Linked DNA regions of Mus musculus: region 2 is linked to region 1. A link is a contact called in public Hi-C data. All regions are on one chromosome and are shown on one strand. Each heading gives the region's core, a stretch centred on a gene start, on an enhancer-like site or on the middle of the called end of the contact. The rest is flanking DNA. Distances are from core to core; before and after follow the strand shown. Region 1 overlaps 1700016J18Rik (a long non-coding RNA gene). Region 2 has its middle 51 kb from the start of Gm40630.

Evidence for each region. Hi-C and Micro-C count contacts between places; a contact is called where the count stands out from the background.
Region 2: a Hi-C map of bone marrow-derived macrophages shows a contact between it and region 1, with 1.5 times the contacts expected there. The contact joins two enhancer-like sites. A contact is called at or near these places in 4 of 39 promoter capture datasets (hippocampal neurons, liver and second pharyngeal arch cranial neural crest), 1 of 15 datasets of contacts at CTCF or cohesin (the NIH/3T3 cell line), 15 of 484 Hi-C or Micro-C datasets (the HL-1 cell line, the N1E-115 cell line, bone marrow-derived macrophages and 5 more) and 4 of 115 datasets of contacts at active chromatin or transcription factors (Th17 cells, bone marrow-derived dendritic cells, bone marrow-derived macrophages and 1 more).

What each region holds. Positions count from the first base shown.
Region 1 is chr10:42,028,213-42,034,446 of GRCm38.p6, reverse strand. 1700016J18Rik (a long non-coding RNA gene) reads right to left here. Exons shown (of 3, transcript XR_871596.3): 3 at 5,337-5,450. Among named protein-coding and RNA genes, the nearest start is that of Gm51798, 12 kb to the left of the region's middle. Within about 2 kb of position 3,251, at least 61 of the 459 cell types and tissues checked have an H3K27ac peak or open chromatin away from gene starts, as enhancers often do. A contact at or near this core is called in bone marrow-derived macrophages, where this site is marked.
Region 2 is chr10:42,129,120-42,135,915 of GRCm38.p6, reverse strand. No RefSeq gene overlaps it. Among named protein-coding and RNA genes, the nearest start is that of Gm40630, 51 kb to the right of the region's middle. Within about 2 kb of position 4,480, at least 33 of the 459 cell types and tissues checked have an H3K27ac peak or open chromatin away from gene starts, as enhancers often do. A contact at or near this core is called in bone marrow-derived macrophages, where this site is marked.

The sequences.
Region 1 (6,234 bases), core at 2,002-4,501:
AAAACTAGAAGCTGAAATAGAGGGAAAACAGTTTCCGGGGGGAGGGGGGCATCTGAGAGGGACAGCTCCTCAGAAGGTCTTTCTGCATGTGGCTCTATTCCCCTCCATTTTATTTTCATTTATAATGAAGGTGTGTCTTCTCTGGCCCAAGGAGATGCCCTGCTCTCTGTTCCTATCACCCTTTTCTTTGCACTACTGGACCAAGAGTAAGCAGAGTGTGTTTTCACTTGCAAGTACCAGGAAACTCAGAGATCTTTTAATTCTCACAAATAACGCCTAGGTGGGATGGGCACAGGCTGACAGAGTGGACAAGTGATGCCATCAGTACCCAGGTCAGCCAGGCGTGGTGGTTCATGCCTCAGTTCAATGCTCAGGAAGCAGGGGCAAGTGACGCTCTATGAGCTTGAGCCAGTTGGGGTCTACATAGCTCAAGTTCAAGGACAGCCAGGGCTATGTAGAGAGACTCTGTGTCAAAAAGAATAACTGCAGTTCATCTTTCTGCTCTGCCACTATACCCTAGTCAGTCAAATAGCTGCCTGCCCAGCTCCAGGCTTCAAGTCCCTGAACACTACCACTCAGAGGCAGAACAAATCAATTATTGTGTGTCTTAGGTCTCTTTGTAATAACTAAGAAACTTTTCCAGGAAATCCCTCAGTGATGTGTCCTCATGACTCATTGGTCGCAGTCGGGCTTCGAGCCTCTTTCATGAATTGCCATCAAGGAAAGGGGGATTTCCAGAGCTGATTGAATCAAGATGGCTAGGAATAAAACCAGCCTCCCTGCAAGCTCATGGCCACAAACTGTGAACTGGACCAAGCTGGATGAGGTTCTATTGGGAGATAATTGACATTTGTCACATTTGTGGTTCTCAACATTTGAGGACTTTGCCACCTTGTATGAGTCTTGCTCACAAGAGACAGCAACACAAAAGTTTTAGAACCTTCCAAGTCGATGGCAGGCATGATTAGTGTATAGGTGGGTCAACTGGACTTCACTAGCGAGCCACAAAACCCAGCCAAAGTGAAGCCTTGGGTGCTAGGCCAGATACTCTGGCGAACGTGGAAGAGCAATGTAGAGAGAGCGAGGGTCTGCACAAGTGAGTGCTGACATGCGCACTGCATCTACCTTGTAAACAGTGGTGTGCTCAAGTTGGGCAGTTTGCGTACAGTTCTGCTTTAAGCGACCATCGAGCCCGTTTTCTAGACTCTTAGGGGAGTCAAAACTAGGGGATTTGTCCCTAAACAAATCTCCTTCTGGTTCCAACTAGAGAGACTCTTGCTCGCCACCGGAAGTTCTGCAAGGCGAAATGAAACCGGGTACGCAAAGCATTGTGTCTCTGACGCAGAGGACCAGACGTGTGACGTGACAAAATGCCAAGGATGTGAGCTCTCCACAGTACATCGCAGAGTACCACTGGTGGAGACAGAATAAGGCAGGTCTGGGGAGTTCTTCCCTGGGGCCAAACTCAGCTTCCCTTCCCGTGCTCAAGCACCCTTTCTCTGGAAACCCGCCCTACTCTCTCCGCAAGCATTTCCACCGAAGACCTTGGCACCCAAAGAGCCTATACCCCATGATAGATGTAATTTAATATCATTTTGTTGTTAGATGTATCTCCAGACGTGGACCAGGTCATTTAATATTGCATGAGGGGAATGGGGTTGGAAGGCGGGGTAGGGGAATTCCAGACCAGTGTGACTAAACTTAAATTTGAAAGTTTTCAATACGAAATGCCCAGTGCATTGGAGTTTGTATCCTTTTACAGGTAACTAAAAGGGAATGTCCCCTCCCTGCAACAGAAAAAATAGCAACCTTAACAATGTTTTAAAGAACAGAAGGAAAAACTTCATTGTGATTCTCCTCTCCTGCCTCAACAAAGCTACTGGCAGGTACCCTTGACCGCTGTATCATTTACCTGACTCAGTTCATAAAGTGGATGGATACGCTGCTGTACTCCGCTTAGGCCACCACCCTCACTAGACATGCAGAGGCCGCTGGCTTACACACATTGTAACATTTGTGTTGTGTTTAACGGGTCCAAAGTGTCCTTCTTTCAAACCACTTTTAGAGCATCCTTCTTTTAGGTTGTTGATGCCTATAAATGTATCTCCCTCGGGCTGATACCACCTGATACCACCGTGTGGTTGCTGCCGCTGCCAGATCAGCGCCCCCCCCCCCCCCCCGATTTCAGCAGTGGGGCAGGTTTGAAATAGCATCTTTAATAAAAGGGCAATGGGCCTTACCGCTGTTTCCTTTTGTAGATTTTAGTTATTATTGGGGCTTTCCTGGGGTTCTGGCTCTGAACGATCCTGTCAGGCATTGGCTCAGTGTTTCTCTGCTATTCAGAGATGGCACCAGGCCCATGGGGTTGAGAGTGTAATACAGATGTGTGCGTTATCAGGAATGTTCCAAAAAGCACCTCGTGGTTTTCTCTGGGGTTCATTTTTGTTTGTTTGTTTGTTTTTGTTTTCTTTTTTTGTTGTTTTTTCTTTGGGGGTTTGGGGGGGCTGTTTTGTTTTGCAGAATTAACCCTTTCAGGGGGGTTATTGTCCTCAGTTGTCTTAGTTATGTGACAGGAAGGCCTTAGGGTGGGGATCTCTTCCTTCATCTGGAAACTTAATTTCAAATCTTACGCTTACTGCATAATGAAAAATGCCCAGGAATTGTGTGAAAGTAAGGATGAGCTGTTGCCCTGACATCTGAAAATTTTGAAACAGGTGACTATTACAGAAGCCTATTAGCTTTTCGGGACTCCCTTCCCCACAAGTTTTAAGTCAATGATCCCTCTTTCTTCCTATATTTTCTCTGCTGCATATATGATCAGTGACCTTAAAAAGCAGTCATTCAAAAACTATGTTTGGCAAACACAGCTTAATTTTCAAGTCTGGTGCAGAGTTTCTCACAGAGAGCTGGGGCCCTGAAGACAGAACGCGCTCTTTTGAGCTGCATTTTGAAAAGGGAAGGGAACTGTAACTCATTCCTTGTGGTAGAGGACAAGCAATGACTCTCGGCAATGGTCTGGGGCTCCGACCTGCCACTGCCACCGTAAAGACCCGGCTCGTGGGGCTCCGACCTGCCACCGTAATGATCTACCTCCGTGGGGCTCCGAACCGCCACCGCCACCTGGCTCCATGCCCTTTCCCTCCTAGCCTCCGAGCAGCTTCTCTGGCTGCCACGTGACCCCAAGAGGCCATTTCATGTGTTCCCACTGGGTACCACCTCTGCTGTGCCCTCTGGTGGCCTTGGCTCACCACTGCTGCTGCCTCAGCAAAGTTTGACCTTGGCGCTATCAAGAGCCATCTCTCCTCTCTACTCCAGCCGCTCATGGGAGTCCGGGTGCCTGCTGACGCTGCTCCAGCCGAGAGGGAGTGATTTGTCTCCTCAGCTGGCCACAGCAGTCCACCCTGCTCCACTCTCCAGTAGCTTACACACTGAGACCCTGAAAACCACGCTGGTTCCCCAGGCCCTGCATCATTTAGGTGACCACAGTATACCACTGCCTCAAAAAATATTTCTCCTCTTTTCAACAGTCCAGACGAGATAGACCAAGCCAAAGAATGAAGCTTAGTTATTACACCACATGTAAGAGGAAACTCAAAATAGATCAATAGCTTATGTCAAGAGCTAAACCAATAAAACTTTTAGAAGAACACAGGAGGAAAGCATCATGACCTTAATGAAATGGGGTCTTGGGTCTGGGATCAAACGCAGAAGCAATACACAGGGGCTGGGGTAAATTAGACCCTAACAAATCTAAGAACCTGTAACATTGAAGGATTTTATCAAGAAAGTGAAAATAACCACTAGGGAATGAGCAGGGTGGCAACTCAGACAACAGTCTGAGCAAATCCCAGCACTTGGGAGGCAGAGGCAGGTGGATCTCCAAGTTTGAGGCCAGCCTGCTCTACAGAGTGAGTTCGAGGCCAGCCAGAGCTGCCCAGAGAAACCCTGTCTCAAAAACAAACAACCTCTGCCCCTACCTCCCAAAACCCAATAGAATGGGAGACTCTGCCAATTCCACACGGGATGTTGTGTGAATATTCCTCAGGAGGTGTGACCAAATGTCTGTTCACTACAGTTGGGGCACCAAGGAGAAGTAAGGAAACCACTCCCCCAAAGTCTTACTTGCTGAACAAATGAGTTTATTACGGTTATTGGCAGAAGCATGGGTGACCAGTTCCATCACCCAAAGTCTCCTACCCCAGCTAGCAGTGCATGTAAGCCACATCCAAGAGCCTGTAGCCCAGTTTGTAGGCAGCAACACCAAAAAGGCTCCGCTCCAGGGCAATTGCTGTGGGAGGGATTGTGTGTGAGGCTAGTAGCTTTCTGAGCTTCCTGTAATGTTCCTGAGCTTTCTAAGCCTTCGAGTTTTCCCCTTCCTCTCCCCAGAACAGAATGCTTCAGTTTGGAGAAGATAGCTGCACAATCTGTAGGAAGGGTCTAACGTCCAAAATAATAGTCTTCATTTCTCAATAATGAAAAAGCAAACAAACAACCTTTAAACTATCAAAGCACTTGGGTTAGCATTTCTCCAAGATACACACACACACACACACACACACACACACACACACACACACCCTGATATACATATAAAAGGATACTCAATCAGTATCATTGATCCCAATGGAAATGTAAACTAAAGCCATCTTCAGATCTCTCCTTACACTCACTAGGATGGCTATAACCAAAACCAGACAACAGGAAGAACTGTCCAAATGTGGTAAATCGGAGCACCCGTAGCTTACTGATGAGAATGTAAACTGTAGGCTGCTGTGGAGAGCAGTTTGCAGGTTCCTGACAATGTTAAGTACGCCCCCGGGTGGTGCAAGCAGAGAATTGACTCCTGTGAGGTGTCCTCTGGCTTCCCCATGCCCACTGTAGCACACGAGTGTGCCCTACACACACACACACACACACACACACACACACACACACACACACTGGCACATAAATGCACAAATAAATGCAACTGTAAATGTAATGCTGAGTACAGTCAGGAGTAGTGAGGCAGGCATGTAGGCAGCACTCGGCTTGTGGAGGCGGGAAAACTACAAGTTAGACACAGTGGTCAGCCTGGGCTATATGGAGAGAGCCTGTCTCAAAGCCAAGGAACAACAAGACAGGAAGTTCACTGACTTATCTTGTCTGTTTATTGATGATACAACCCCCATTTCAGGAGAGGTTAGCCTATAGCAGTGAAGACATGCTTCTCAGAAGAGCTGAGGAGAGCCTGCACAGGCAGGCCCTGGGGTTACTGCCCTCTAATGCATTAGGCCACGCCCCTCTGGTTCAATCAGTTTCCACAGTCATCCACGTCTCAATGCTGTTTGGGGGTGGGGTGGGGATAGGGTTGAGATGGCTTAGTGAATCAAAGCTCTTTCTGCCAGCGATGCAGGTGACTCGAGATTGCTCGCTGGCCAGCAACCCAGCTCCGGGGTTTAGTGAGAGACCTGTCTCAAGAGAATAAAACATAGGGTTATAGGTCAGGATATTGGGTGTCCTTCTCTGGCTTCCACCTATCCCTGAGGGCACCTGTGCACATCTGTGTGGTGAGGAGCTGAGGCCCTCCATTTGACAATGGCTGTGTAAAGCACTATGCAGAAGCAGCAAGGTACACAGAGGCCCAGGAGAACAGCCCTTTGCTCTAGGGGCAGACAGTAGCCATGTCTGAGGAAAGTCACCGGCAGGTAGGACAGAGGGGGGAGCTTTGGACATGGTAGCCGTAGACCGTGGGATGCGACTTGTCCCTGAGCTCATGCACCCTGCAGAGGCCATGGCTATTGACATGCCAGGAGAGCTACAGAAATGGGGCAGGCAAGGCGATGTGGAGCTGCCCACGGAGCCACTTCTCCTTCCTCCTGGTGAAAGTCTTGCTTGCTGTTTTCTTGGTGTAGTCTTGTGTTTTATAAGGAGTGTGGCCTTAAACTGAGTCTCCTGTCTGCGCTACCCAAATGCTGGGATCACGGTGTGCACCGCACACCCACTTTGGTGAGAGTCCCCAGCCTCCAGGAAGGTCCTGCAATGGACACCATCCCGCTCAGCATCTTTCCCATTGCTGGCTGCTGCCTCAGTCAGGGTAGACCTGCAGCTGCCGCTGTCTGGAAGTGCTGCAGGAGACTGAACCGCTGTAAGAGGCACTTCTCAAGAGAGGAAGTCACTTAGCTTGACGTCTGGTGAGCTTTTACATAGGACACTGGCTGAATTGAGAGGTGGCATGTGACATTATGGACAAAG
Region 2 (6,796 bases), core at 3,231-5,730, 100 kb before region 1:
CTGAATCACACTCCTAGTCCCTTGAGTTGGTGAGAAGTGAGAGACCAGGCTGAGTGAGGTCCCTGGAGTGGAGCATCGTATCGGAACTCCTCCATTCTTTTTGGTTTCCTGTTTTCTAAATACAGAGGTGATCTTCCATTCTTCTACTCCTCTTCTCTAGCACAGCATCCTCTTCCGGATGTTTAGGCAGGTGTTGTGTGGAGGTGTTGTATAGGCTTTGGGAAGAGCTGAGGAGGACTGACCAGGCCAGCCCAGCCCAGGAGATGAATGGGTCTCCCAAGCCTACCCTGGGCCCTTAGCTATGCGCTGGCCACCCCCATAGCGTCTACCGATTCTGAGGGGAAGGCGTGGCTCTCTGCTCATTAGAGAATTTCCACTCTGGAGGGCTGACAAAAGGCAGACTTCAGGAGTGCCCTTACTAAATCAAAGGAATCCTCTCATAGTGGGAGGGGAGCTGAGGCTCGTTGTCAGTTAGCAGGCCCTGAGTCAGCCAGGGAACGAAGCCAAGCCCGCATGACCTATCTTGGAGGCTTGACCTGGGTAGACAGGTGCCCAGAGCCACCTTAGAGACAAAATCTGGACAGGCCAGATCTACGAGTCTTAACAATGGCTTTCTTAGGACTCCTGAGTATTACGCCCACACTTCAGGCCTAGGGAGGGTGTGTGGGGGCCCTGCCCTGAGGGACACCTCCCTGACAAGCTCACGCCATCTTCTAGGCAGTGGAGGCTGTCACTGGGGCCCAGCGTTCCGTCCTGCCCTAGTCACTGCACCTGAGGGAAGAACCCTGTGTCTCCTCTGCCCTCCAGATTCTCTTCTGTTTGGGCCACATTTGAGCCCATTCTCTGGGGGAGGGGGGTGGAGAAGAGGGGGGTGGCGGGGGGAGATGAGGTCAAGGATGGACTCAGAAGAGGAACCTGTTCCTCTGGTTGGCTGGCATCTTTCAGGCATCCAGATACGGAACATACCACAGCCACCTCCAGGGACTAGAGCACAGCTCAGCCTGCTTGGTGAGGCAACTGCCTGATTCTGGAAGGAAATTCTCCCCTTTCCTAAGGTATTTCTTATCCTTCTTCTTTTTTTTTTTTTTTTTTTTTTTCCTTTTCTGAGACAGGGTCTCCCTATGTAGCTCAGGCTATCTTGGAACTCCCTATGTAGCCCAGGCTGGCCTCAACTTCGCAGAGGTCCTCCAGCATCTGTCTCTTAGACGCTAGGTTCAAAGGCATGCCCTATCACTCCCAGCTATTGTTTCCAATTTTTTTTTTTAGACAAGGAACTGATGAGATGGTCTGTGATCTTGTATCCCACGACATCACTTCTGAGGTCTGTGACCTTGTATCCTGTGCCATCACTTCTGGATAGGTCTGTGCAGGCCTGTGGTTTCAGCAATGATAATCCAAGAATAAAGTTAGATGAGTGGCCTCTGGACCACGCCTGTGGCCAGCAAGAGCAAAGTTCCATCTACCGCCTAGAGCAAGGAGCTATGTCAGGCCATCACCTCAAGGAGTTGAGCTGCCTGACCCTCCCAGAGTACTCTGACCTCTCCATACACCCTGTGGCACAAACAAGAACCATCCCCCCAACACACACACTCACACACCATGCTGTAATGGTGAGTTAGTTAAACCGCTTTGGTTCCTGGTGGATTGTACACGCTTCATCTGCCCAAGAGCTCTCTGAATTCGAGAATGAAACACACACACACACACACACACACACACACACACCAGCTAATCTTGATATGCCTTGACTAGCTCAATGGTTGCGCGCTTCTAAACCTCCCCACGGGCATACTCTTCCCTTCGGTATTCCTGGCTTAATACCTTCAAAATCTCTATTTTCTCTTTCCCGCCCTGGGCACCCCCACAGGGCTGTGTTCCCTTTCCACCTATATTGTAGGATGCTTTCACCTCTGAAGCTCTTAAATCTGATCCCTCTGCCTCGAGTCAAGGCCAAGGCGATTCTTCTCCTCTTCCCCTCTCTCTGTCACTTGCCCAGGCAATCTAAAAGCCCTGCCCCACCTCCCTGCCCAGCCAATGGCTGTACAGCAATTCTTTACTCTCAATTGAAGCCAGCTGAGAGCAGGGACCCTCAAGTCTGGAAGCACAGCTTTTGGGAGCCAAAATAAGACAAAGCATTAGAACCAATTCCCAACACCATCCCTCCAAAATAAACACAGTAAATCTACCCTTTAAAAAAGTAATTTTTAGCCAGGCGTGGTGACACATGCCTTTAATCCCAGCACTTGGGAGGCAGAGGCAGGTGGATTTCTGAGTCTCGGCCAGCCTGGTCTACAAAGTGAGTTCCAGGACAGCCAGGCCTACACAGAGAAACCCTGTCTCGAAAAACCACAAAAACAAAACAAAACAAAAACCCAAACAAACAAACAAAAAGTGATTTTTGCATTGACACAAATTAGAAGTTAGCCTAGGATACATAGTGAGATCCTGAATTTAAAAAGGGGGAGTGGAAGAAAAAAATTATTGCTTTAATTATGTTGTCCCCTTTAAAGTCCAGATAAATATACATCTCTGTAAGGGGAGGTCTTGATGCTAACGTCCCGTTCCCTAATTGGTTCTTGATTTGTCAGTAAAGAAAGTTTCCGGCCAATTACTGGGCAGAAGGTACAGGGGGGACTTCTGGGGCTTCCTGGTATTGACAGATGGCCAAGGATGTTTGGCAGGTGGTAGGTGGGACTAGCTACAAGTTTAGGGTAAGTGGAGAGACGGAGATAATAAATTGGTAAAGGCACACTTTTCCAGGTGGGAGATAGTAACGCCCAGCAATTGTGCCAAAAAGGCGAATTGTAAAGGAATCAACTGTACGTGTGCAAGGGCTTCCGGTGGGAGCTGGTCACCTCCCGGCGCTAACGGTGGGTAAAGCAAAAGGGAAGCCGGGAGAGGCTGGTAGCGAGCCTGATCCCAGGCAGAGGCGGCAGCTTTTAAAACTACCCCCACCACATCGCAGATTGGAATCCCAAAGATGGGAACTATAGCACCCATCATTGAGTGAGTAGTTAGGAGTGGGTAACACACCTCTTCCCTCAGCTCCTAAGTACCACGAGTTTTCTTTCAAAAGTAAAACTGAGCGGTAAAAACAAGATGAAAAAGGAAAGAAAGGAGAGAGCAAGGGAGGAGGGGAAAAAAAAAACGAAGACAGAAAGGGCGGTTGTTGATTCCCGTGTGGCAGTGAGGGTACTGTGACCGGGTGAAGCTACACTGGAGCTCTCTGCGATGGCCCCTGTCCAGGGATTTATATCTCATGACCACCGAGGGCCTGAGTAGTCCTGGAACAGAAGGGGGGGTGGGCTTAATGGCCTGTGTGAAGGCTCTGCCCTGCCCTTCTAGCCTTGCATGGGTTTATAACAAACAGTTAGCTTCTGTCCTGGTGAGTTTTGTCTAGTCACACGAGCTAGAGTCAAGGGAAGAGGAAACCTCGTCTGAGAAAAGTGTCCATCAGATTGGACTGTAGGTGACCTTTGGGGTATTTTTTTTTTTTTTTTTTTTTTGATCAGTAATTTCTGTGGGAGGATCAAATCCATTCTATACCATGTCCCCCCTCGGGCAGGCAGTCCTGGATTGTATAAGACAGCAGTTAAGAGCACTGGCTGCAAGCTCAGATACAACAAACAAACAAACAAACAAACAAAAAACCTGGGCAGTGGTGGCGCATGCCTTTAATCCCAGCACTTGGGAGGCAGAGGTAGGCAGACTTCTGAGTTTGAGGCCAGCCTGGTCTACGAGTGAGTTCCAGGACAGCCAGGGCTACACAGAGAAACCCTGTCTCGAAAAAATAAAAAAACCAACCAAACAAACAACTAAAAAGACAACTGGCGGCTCTTCTAGAAGTCCTGAGTTCAATTCCCAGCAACCACATGGTGGCTCACAACCATCTGTAGTAAGATCTGGTGCCCTCTTCTGGCCTGTAGGAATGCACGCAGGCAGAATGCTATATACATAATAAATCTTAAAGAAAAAAAGGAAAAAATTATTTTAAAAGCCATGAGAAGCAAAACAGCTATTCCTTCATGGTCTTAGCATTGGTTCCTGCCTCCAGGCTCCCTGAGCACCTGCTCTTTCTCGCCTCCCTGATAGGCTGGGAATGGTAAAGCGAAATAAGCCCTTTCCCCTCTCTTGCCTCAGTCATGGTGTTTATCACAGCCACAGAGAGCAAGCTAAGCTTCCAAGCATCAGCTTCCTGCTTAGAAACGAAGTACCATAAACAAGTCCGTACTGTGAGGATGGACAGACTCCTTGCCACTCCCTCTGCCTGGCTCTCCCTTCCAGCTTCACCTTCCCTCTCAGCTGCCCCTCCTGTCCAGTTCACAGGCTAGCAGCAAGCCACTGGGTTCCCAAGGCCACATTCCAGGGCTCCCCAGGGAGGATCGATTCCATTTTCTTGGAGCTGGACAGGACCTAGGAGGGCTTCTGTTTCAGCCCTTCTGAGAGAGACAAGGAAATGAAACCAGAGACAGTGGCCAGGCCCTTCTTCCTGCCACAGGGACAAAGTCAGTGGCAGGTTCAAGAGTTACTTCCTGGGATCAGAATTCTCTCCTCTTTTGTCTGTTTTGCTCACTATGTATCCTCAGCTGGCCTGAAACATGTTCTTAGATCAGGCTGGCCTCAAACTCACAGAGATCCACCTGCCTCTGCCTCCAGAGCTGGGATTACAGGTGTTTATCACCATGCCTGGCTCTGGATTCTCTGCCCCACCCTTCCTCTCATATACAGAGGGGGAATGCATTCAGCTGTGTGGAGGTTTCAGGTTCACTTGCCAGAGAGCAAGGCAGCCGGGAGAGCCTGGAACTCAGCATGGGAAGACGGACAGACGCTCAGGCGTCTCACCCGTCGGATGGAGGGCTCAGTGCCGGGGGTGGGGGGTGGGGGCGGGGGTGGGGTGGGGTGAGTACCTTCGACTAGCTCAAGGCCCCCTTGGAGGCTTCCAGGTGAAGGCTGGAGGTTGTTTTCTTTATCTTTTTCATTTTGGGGCTGAGGGAGAGTTTCACTATGTAGCTTATACTGACTTTGAACACAAGTTCCCGGGTGCAAAATTACAGATTTTTGACACCATACCTGGCTTCCAAAGTATTCTTGTTTAAGGACATTCCGAGAGGACTCCTTTCTATAGAGAATTCCCTCCTCCCCCACCCTATCTACTTTGAGCCCATCAGAAATGGTAATTCTAAAAGATCACTGATGAGTAGGGAAGGGTGTGTGTTCAGACCAGGAGAAATGGAGTGATTGAGTCACTGCAGAAACCCTGAAGGGGTGGGAACAGGTAGATGAGAAAGGCTAGGTCTCCATTAGTCATAGGATGTGTCAATCGGGGAGCTTCGTCAGGTAGCTTGAACCTAGAAGTTCCCCATTTCCTGATAGCAGAAACCTAGGCCTTAGGACATAATGAATTCAAAGAAAATATATTTGGCCTGAAATTAAAAGCATTGTGTTAAAAGGAGGAGCATTGCCAGGCATGGTGGCACATGCCTTTCTTTTTTTTTTTTTTTAATTTTCTCATTAATTTTTTTTCCATTTTTTATTAGGTATTTAGCTCATTTACATTTCCAATGCTATACCAAAAGTCCCCCATACCCACCCACCCCCACTCCCCTACCCACCCACTCCCCCTTTTTGGCCCTGGCGTTCCCCTGTACTGGGGCATATAAAGTTTGCGTGTCCAATGGGCCTCTCTTTCCAGTGATGGCCGACTAGGCCATCTTTTGATACATATGCAGCTAGAGTCAAGAGCTCCGGGGTACTGGTTAGTTCATAATGTTGTTCCACCTATAGGGTTGCAGATCCCTTTAGCTCCTTGGCTACTTTCTCTAGCTCCTCCATTGGGAGCCCTGTGATCCATCCATTAGCTGACTGTGAGCATCCACTTCTGTGTTTGCTAGGCCCCGGCATAGTCTCACAAGAGACAGCTACATCTGGGTCCTTTCGATACAATCTTGCTAGTGTATGCAATGGTGTCAGCGTTTGGATGCTGATTATGGGGTGGATCCCTGGATATGGCAGTCTCTACATGGTCCATCCTTTCGTCTCAGCTCCAAACTTTGTCTCTGTAATTCCTTCCATGGGTGTTTTGTTCCCACTTCTAAGGAGGAGCATAGTGTCCACACTTCAGTCTTCATTTTTCTTGAGTTTCATGTGTTTAGCAAATTGTATCTTATATCTTGGGGCACATGCCTTTCATACCAGCACTTGAATGTAAAGGCACATGGATCTCTGAGTTTGAGGTTAGCCTGGTCTACAAAGCAAGTTCTAGGACAGCAGGAGCTGTTATACAGAGAAATCCTGTCTCAGAAAACAAAGCAACAAAACAAACATGTAAACAACAACAACAACAACAAAACCCAGGAGAAACGTTACCACCACGCCAAGAGGACCCGGGTGAGAATAAGACCACAACTTTTGAGACAAACCTGAAGCAAGCTTTACTATCTCCTGGGCAGGATGGCGGACACGGGCTAGACACATGCCCAGGATTCCCAGAGAATGGCTGACAATTATGTTAGTCAGGTGCTCATAAAGGCAAAACTCATAAGGCCTCGTACTTTCTGCCTTCCCGTCGTCAGGGGCAAGCGTACATCCTGATGAACTTCTGCCTACAACCTCCCATCTACTACGTAACCAAGCACAGGGCAAACAGCCTTGTTTATAAAAGTGAAAATGCGTGGCTTGTTATCTTCCATGAACAACAGGCCCCAGCATTCCAGAAAGTTCTCTGTCCTTAGGCACGTGAGACTTACAGGTTAGAGGCATGACAGATCTCTCAAGCACAGTAATTAAAATGCAAACA